2 separate regions of the Triticum aestivum genome follow, and region 2 is linked to region 1. The links are chromatin contacts, called in public Hi-C maps. All regions are on one chromosome and are shown on one strand. The core of a region is the stretch at or near the end of the contact, and the rest is flanking DNA. Distances in the headings are between cores, read along the strand shown. Region 1 has its middle 20 kb from the start of LOC123113434. Region 2 holds the start of LOC123113435.

The links. Hi-C and Micro-C count contacts between places; a contact is called where the count stands out from the background.
Region 2: a Hi-C map of leaf shows a contact between it and region 1, with 4 times the contacts expected there. The contact joins the promoter of LOC123113435 here to the enhancer-like site in region 1. A contact is called at or near these places in 3 of 5 Hi-C or Micro-C datasets (all in leaf) and 1 of 1 datasets of contacts at active chromatin or transcription factors (leaf).

The regions. Positions count from the first base shown.
Region 1 is chr5B:586,743,019-586,746,182 of IWGSC CS RefSeq v2.1, forward strand. No RefSeq gene overlaps it. Among protein-coding and RNA genes, the nearest start is that of LOC123113434, 20 kb to the left of the region's middle. Within about 2 kb of position 1,508, at least 8 of the 8 cell types and tissues checked have an H3K27ac peak or open chromatin away from gene starts, as enhancers often do. A contact at or near this core is called in leaf, where this site is marked.
Region 2 is chr5B:586,901,790-586,904,848 of IWGSC CS RefSeq v2.1, forward strand. It overlaps LOC123113435, which reads left to right and starts at 1,505. Exons shown (of 1, transcript XM_044534663.1): 1 at 1,505-2,213. The coding sequence starts at 1,706. The coding sequence ends at 1,933.

The DNA of each region.
Region 1 (3,164 bases), core at 258-2,757:
ACAGAGAGGTCAGCACGCCGGTCTAAATCCTATGCACGCAGGGGTCTGAGCCCATCGCCTATTGCACACTTGCACGTTGCGAGGGCGGCCGGAAACAGACCTAGCCTCCCTAATACAAGAGCAGGCGTTCTAGTCCAATCCGGTGCGCACCGCTCAGTCGCTGACGTCTAGAAGCCTTCGGCTGATACCACGACGCCGGTTGCCCATATCTTGTCCCACATGGCGGTTAGTGCGTATAAGGTCAATGACCGAACTCAGATCAAATACCAAGATCTCATTAAGTGTGTTATTATGAAGTAACCACAGACGCCGATCAGAACCAGACCCACATGTCTCCTAGGTGGTCACAATCTGCCTTGTCGCTCCGCCTCAAAGTAATACTCGGGAGCCGTCGGGAACCCGGGTCCACCACTACCTGGATGGACCACCTGTCCTTTCAGCCCCCATATCTGAATCACTTGCGGATGCTCTACGAGCCGACCCGACTTTAGTCACCACCTGTATAGTCTGTCTGTATGTATAAACCCGTGATCACCTCTCGAGTGATCACGACCCGATAGTATAGCATGGCAGATGGACAAGAATGTAGGACCAATGATGAAGCATTAGTAACGTATACTAAGCATGTAGGATTGCAGGTAAAGGTATCACCAATTGTAGCAACAATGACAGGCTATGGAGCAGAATAGGATTAACCGAAAGCAGTAACATGCTACAGTACTCTAATGCAAGCAGTGGAGAGAAGGAATATGCGATATCGAGTGATCAGGGGGGGGGGGGGTTTGCCTGATTGCTCTAACAAGAAGGAGGGGTCGTCAACTCCGTAGTCAAACGGGGCAGCAACGGCGTCGGTCTCGTAGTCTACGGGAGAGAAGAGGGAGAAGAAACAATAAATATAATGCAAATATAAGCATGATGATGCATGACATGACAATGAGCGATGCTAGGGGTGACCTAACGCAGTATTAGGTGTTACCGATGAAGGGGGAAAACATCCGGAAAAGTATTCCCAGTGTTTCGCGTTTTTGGACATATGAAACGGAGGGGGCGGTTCCATGTTTGCTATACTAGGGACACGTGGCTGACAAACAGAGTGCGTATTCGAATTTGTCTCGTCGTTCTGAGCAACTTTCATGTAGAAAGTATTTTCATCCGAGTAATGGTTTATTTATTATGAATTTCTAAAGTTTTAAACAATTACCCGACTTTCAGGAATATTTATTAATTAGAAAATAATAAACAACTAAATGCTATACGCACCCAAAAGTGTACCCAGAAAAGGGTACAGAGGGGTTGACAGTGGGCCCTGTCAACTGCTGACTCAGTAGTTGACTGGTCAAAGTTTTTACTGGGTCCACATGTCATTGACTTATTAGATTAACTGGTTTTACTTATTAGTTTAATTAAACTAATCAGTGGGGGCCACATGTAATTGACCGAGGGAACAATTAGTGTTAATTAGATTTACTAGGGGGGGCCTGGGCTAAGTTAATTAGGCCTTCCTAATTAACAGACCCGGGCCCTGGGGGCAGTGGCCCAAGCCGGCCTCTGATGCGGTCAACGCGCGCGCAACAGGGGCGAGGCGATGGTCGCGGCCGACAAGCGGCGGCTGGCGGGGGCGAGATCAGGGGCGGGCGCGCGCGAGCAGCCCCGGGCGGCGGCGGAGGCGGGTCACACGGGCGCGGCGGCGCTACGACATCTAAGGCGAGGTGAGCGGGCAGACTTCGGCGGCGTAGCAGCAAGGGAGCAGCGGGACGGGGCTATGCGGGCGCGAGTGGGCAAGCACGCGCACTGGCAGGGGTCGCGGTCCAAGTGAGGCAGGGGGCGCGGCCAGAAAGCGCGTGAAGCGAGCTCCGGGCGCGGCTACAGGTGAGCGCCGGCAGCAGCGTTGGAGGCGGAGCCGGAGCATGCGGCCAGAGGGAGCGACGGGCGCCGGCGTCTGCAGCAGGGGCAGGAAGGAGCAGCGGCGGCCGTCGTAGCGAGCAGGACCAGTGCCGGTGGGCGGGCGCGCGGGTCAGAGCGTTGGAGAGCAGCAGCAGCAACATCATGTGGGCGCACATGGGAGCTTCACTCCCGACCATGGCGGCCTCGGGCGGGGACGGGTCTACAGCGGGAAAGAGAGGGGAAGAACGGCGGGGCTCACAGCGGACTCGAAGAGAAGCCGGGTGTGCTCGGGGAGGGCTCGGTGGCGTCGAATCGATGGTGGCGACCTCGGTGACCGAAGCTCGAAGACGGCGATGGCGACGGTGTTGCAGGGCGTTCGAGCTCGTGTGACTCGATGGAGGGGACGAGTGCTTTGTTGCGGAGCTCGGGGACAAGGCGAAAGAACATGGGAACGGCGGTGGTCGCGGTGGCAGCGAACAGCGCCGACGGGCACGCTCGAACGCGAGCAGAGGAGCGAGGGAGGAAGGAGAAGTGAGATCTGGGGGCAGCGGGTTCGGGGAGTTGGGAGGGAGCTTTGTAGGTCGCCGGGGAGCGGCGGATGGCCGCCACGTGGCCATCTACGGCCACGAACGAACCGCGGGCGTCCACGGTGTTGCTGGTGAACAGGAGGTAGGAGGAAAGCCTGCTGATGGGCTAGGCCTTCTGTAGCAGGTAGGCCGGTAAGTGCACAGTAGCTTTTAGTTCTTATTCTTTTCTTTACTGTTTTGTATTTTCTACTATGTTTTACAATTTAATTTTAATACTAAATGATTTTAATTAGTTCTGCAACTTGGCATATAAACTCAGCGCAATATTATGGTGTTATACACAAAATTTCAGAGCATTTAGTAAACTTTTCATATTTCTAGATATTGAAAAGGGTTAATTTATTTGATGTTGATCCATTGTTTTGGTTGCTAGGGTCAATTTGGAAACTCAAATAATGTTGGTTTTGTTTCTTTATCATTCCTTTAGGATTTTTTACAATATTATGAACTATTTTATTTAATTATTCGAAGAAGTAATTATTTGAATTCCATTTTTAATTTGAATTTGAAGTTTGTTTATTACTTAATTGTTTTCTTAGGGTTTAATGACGACAACTTAGCATGACTAATTGGCATAAGCACGGTTTAGTAGTCTGGGGATGTCACAACTCTCCTCCACTCAAAGAAATTCTCATCCCGAGAATTAAGAGGTAGAATAGGGGAAAAAGGTCCAGCTAGGAAATTCTAACGAAT
Region 2 (3,059 bases), core at 255-2,754, 160 kb after region 1:
CCTCTATAAAATCGCATCGCCCTTGCTGCCCACTCACACTGAAGATCTCCCTGATCGATCCTCGCATTCAGCTCGTCGCTCTCTGTCTCTCTTGCAGCTCGGCTCAGTTGTTCTGTTCCCTGCGAGCCGCGACCGATCCATGTCGAGCCTGATAGATATTTGGACGGTGGAGGTGGACAGGATTCGGGCCACGAGGAGAGCGGGGGAGCCGTTCAGACCCACGGCTTCGCCCGGCGCACAAGAAGGCGGCCACGTAGCTCAGCCGTCCGGCGACGGAAATGGAACGCCAACAGCTGATGGTGTCATGGCTTGGCCGGCCAGGGATCAGGCTGCCGGCGCTGGCGCTGGCTCGCCGTCGTCGCCGGTGCTCGTCCGGGAGGACGCCTTCTTGTCCATCCTGGTCGATTGCTTCGGTCAGTAGATTGCACCGAACGCTATGCAGCAACACGTTCCTAAGCTCTAGCTAGGTGCAATGCAACTAAAGTGTCTTTCGCGATTGCTGTAGCCTGCTGAATTATCAAGTTCGGCGCCTTCTGAATGTCTCTGTTACAATACAAATCAACGCCTATCTCTTCTCCAGTCAAGTCCGTTTTCATGATGGTCCCTAGAGGGAAAAAAAGTTCATTTTCATGGGCATGTACGATCGATGGAGACGGTGCGGCCAAGTGGGAGGGGAGCTATAATTCATTACCACCACTCGGGCGGCTAAAGTAGTAGCGAAATATCTCTCTTCACTGAGATATTTTTGCTTCTTATACGTTTTTGGAACGGACGGGAAACTCAAGCTTGACATAAAGAAATATCTCACTTCGCTGAGATATTTTGCTTCAATTCTTACCAGAAACTCAGACATGAAGTACAGAAGATGCATCGTGTGTTAGCCAGTGCAACGTTTTCTCTGAAGTCTGAACTTCACCTGCCCATGCATACTGAAAGTTTTCTCTGAACCTCAACGTTCCCGCTGCTGCTGCACCTCACAAAACGTTCCGATCTCTGGCGCGCCCCGCCATCGGCGGCATAAACCTTGCTCAGATTCTTCGATTCCCCGGATCAAATACTACGTCCGGGTGGTGCAGCGAACCTGGACTGCACAACCATGCGAGCACGGGGCGCGGTGAGCACGTACGTGAGGGCGACGGTCCGCATCGCCGGCCGCTGCACTTGCACCCGCCCCCGGGCAGTCAGTGGTCACCGCGCGCGCGCAGCATCCTGGCAGCGGCATCTCTCTCCGGATCCGCCCGCGCGCGGAATCAATCGTACGCGCGAGGATATCCCCTCTCCACCGCGCGCGCGACGGCAGCCTCACGTTCATTAGCTTGGCCTCCGATCGCGCGTCGCGCCGCGCCGTGCGTCACATGGCAAATGCACGGCACGGCATGGGCCTGCGCCGCAACGGACAAAGCCGATGAGCTGTGGCCGCTCGCCCGCCACTCGGCGGCACCCAAACAAAACACCGGCCCGAGGAGGCGCCTACCATTCGGCCCCGCGCGCAGTTTCCTCCACTTTTCCCACTGGCAGCAGCTCGCGAGTGCCGGCCGATTGGTGCCTTCCTTCACACCTGCGAGTTGTATAAGTAGAGCCGGCAACTCAGAGTTAAAGGAACACCCACTCATCCAAGCAGTGAAAGAGAAGAGGCTAATCAAGCTCAACAGCCTTCTTTTCCAGAGAGTGTGCTGTGTACGTAGCAGAGCGAAGAGTTAGAGCCATGGCTGGGGTGGTCGGCGTCTGGTTCGCCAAGTTCGGCCGGGAGGCGGCGCCGGCGGTAGAGGCAGAGGCCGAGGTCGTCGGACGGCGACACCAGGGCGACGGCCTGCTCGAGGTGGAGGCCGTGAAGACGGTGCAGATCCAGGAGAGGAGGAGGAGGAACAGCGCCGTCCTCGCCAACTCCGAGGACACGGTGTGCATGCTCATGGACCGCTTCGCCCCGGCCTGATGCGCCGGTGAACCGGCGGTGTCCGTACGTACGTGTAAATTCCAGGGCACGTACGTAGGGGCGCGGGCACAAGGGAGGAGCCATACCTTGATGTGCGGGTTCCTCTTGTACATAAGCTCTTTTTCATCGCTAATCGAGTGATAGTAGTAGTAGTGCTCATGCCTCCCGTTAAAAAAAAGATAAATAAATAAAGCGCCCAGTCGAATCAACTGTATCATATCATGTACTCCTATGTAGTATGACTGTATCCTTTGAATGGATTCGTTTGGTTTCTATGGCATCTCTGTTGCTGCTGCTGCTTTTTCTTAGTTGGTGTTGGTGCTGCTTTTGGTGATACATTTGCTATTGTGGTTCTGCTCAATCTTCTTCCATTTCCTTTTAGAAAAGTGCGGAGTTTACAGTTCTTGCAGCATTTTGTCAAGAGCAGTTTATTGACACCTGGCATAATAATCCAATCTATGTTTTCCGTTGTTGAACTACTCACTAAAATTGGGGGAAATGTTAATTGGCCAAATGATAAATAAGTACTGCACGAGATGCTCCAATGACATAGAAGATACCACGAGGATTTGGCAACACATCGCCATCATCCCCACCCCCACCTTCGATGATCTATAGGATTGTGTATTACCCATGGAGTCGAACACTCTACCTGGACTTACATCCTACTGAAAATGGCTATTCTTTGAAAGATATGGGATGCACGAAGCGCCACGACTTTTAGGGGCGAGGACATCCATACTGCGACAACCTTCATCTTTGGCATCACCGCCTCTCCAAACAAGACGATAAGGTGGTTGTTTTCTCGTAGCAACTTTACCTTTCTTCGTGCGTGAACATGCCCTTGTAATTCACCTTGCTTCTCCAAAGAGTGGTGACGTGTTAACTTGGTTGTGTAGTGCGGAAGTGCCACTCTTAAAAAATCCACCGAATACCAAACACAACCAAAATCGTTCAGGTGATTATCTAAGAGTTTGGTACCAATATTCAACCTTCACAATAAAAATTTGTAAGGCCTAATTAACTGCTCGTGTTACGGCACTGGTGTTTGAGTGTACCCTACTTAAGAACTGGACAACCAAAGCAATTTGACCAAAGACTTGGGTGCCAACCTTTTGGCCATGAT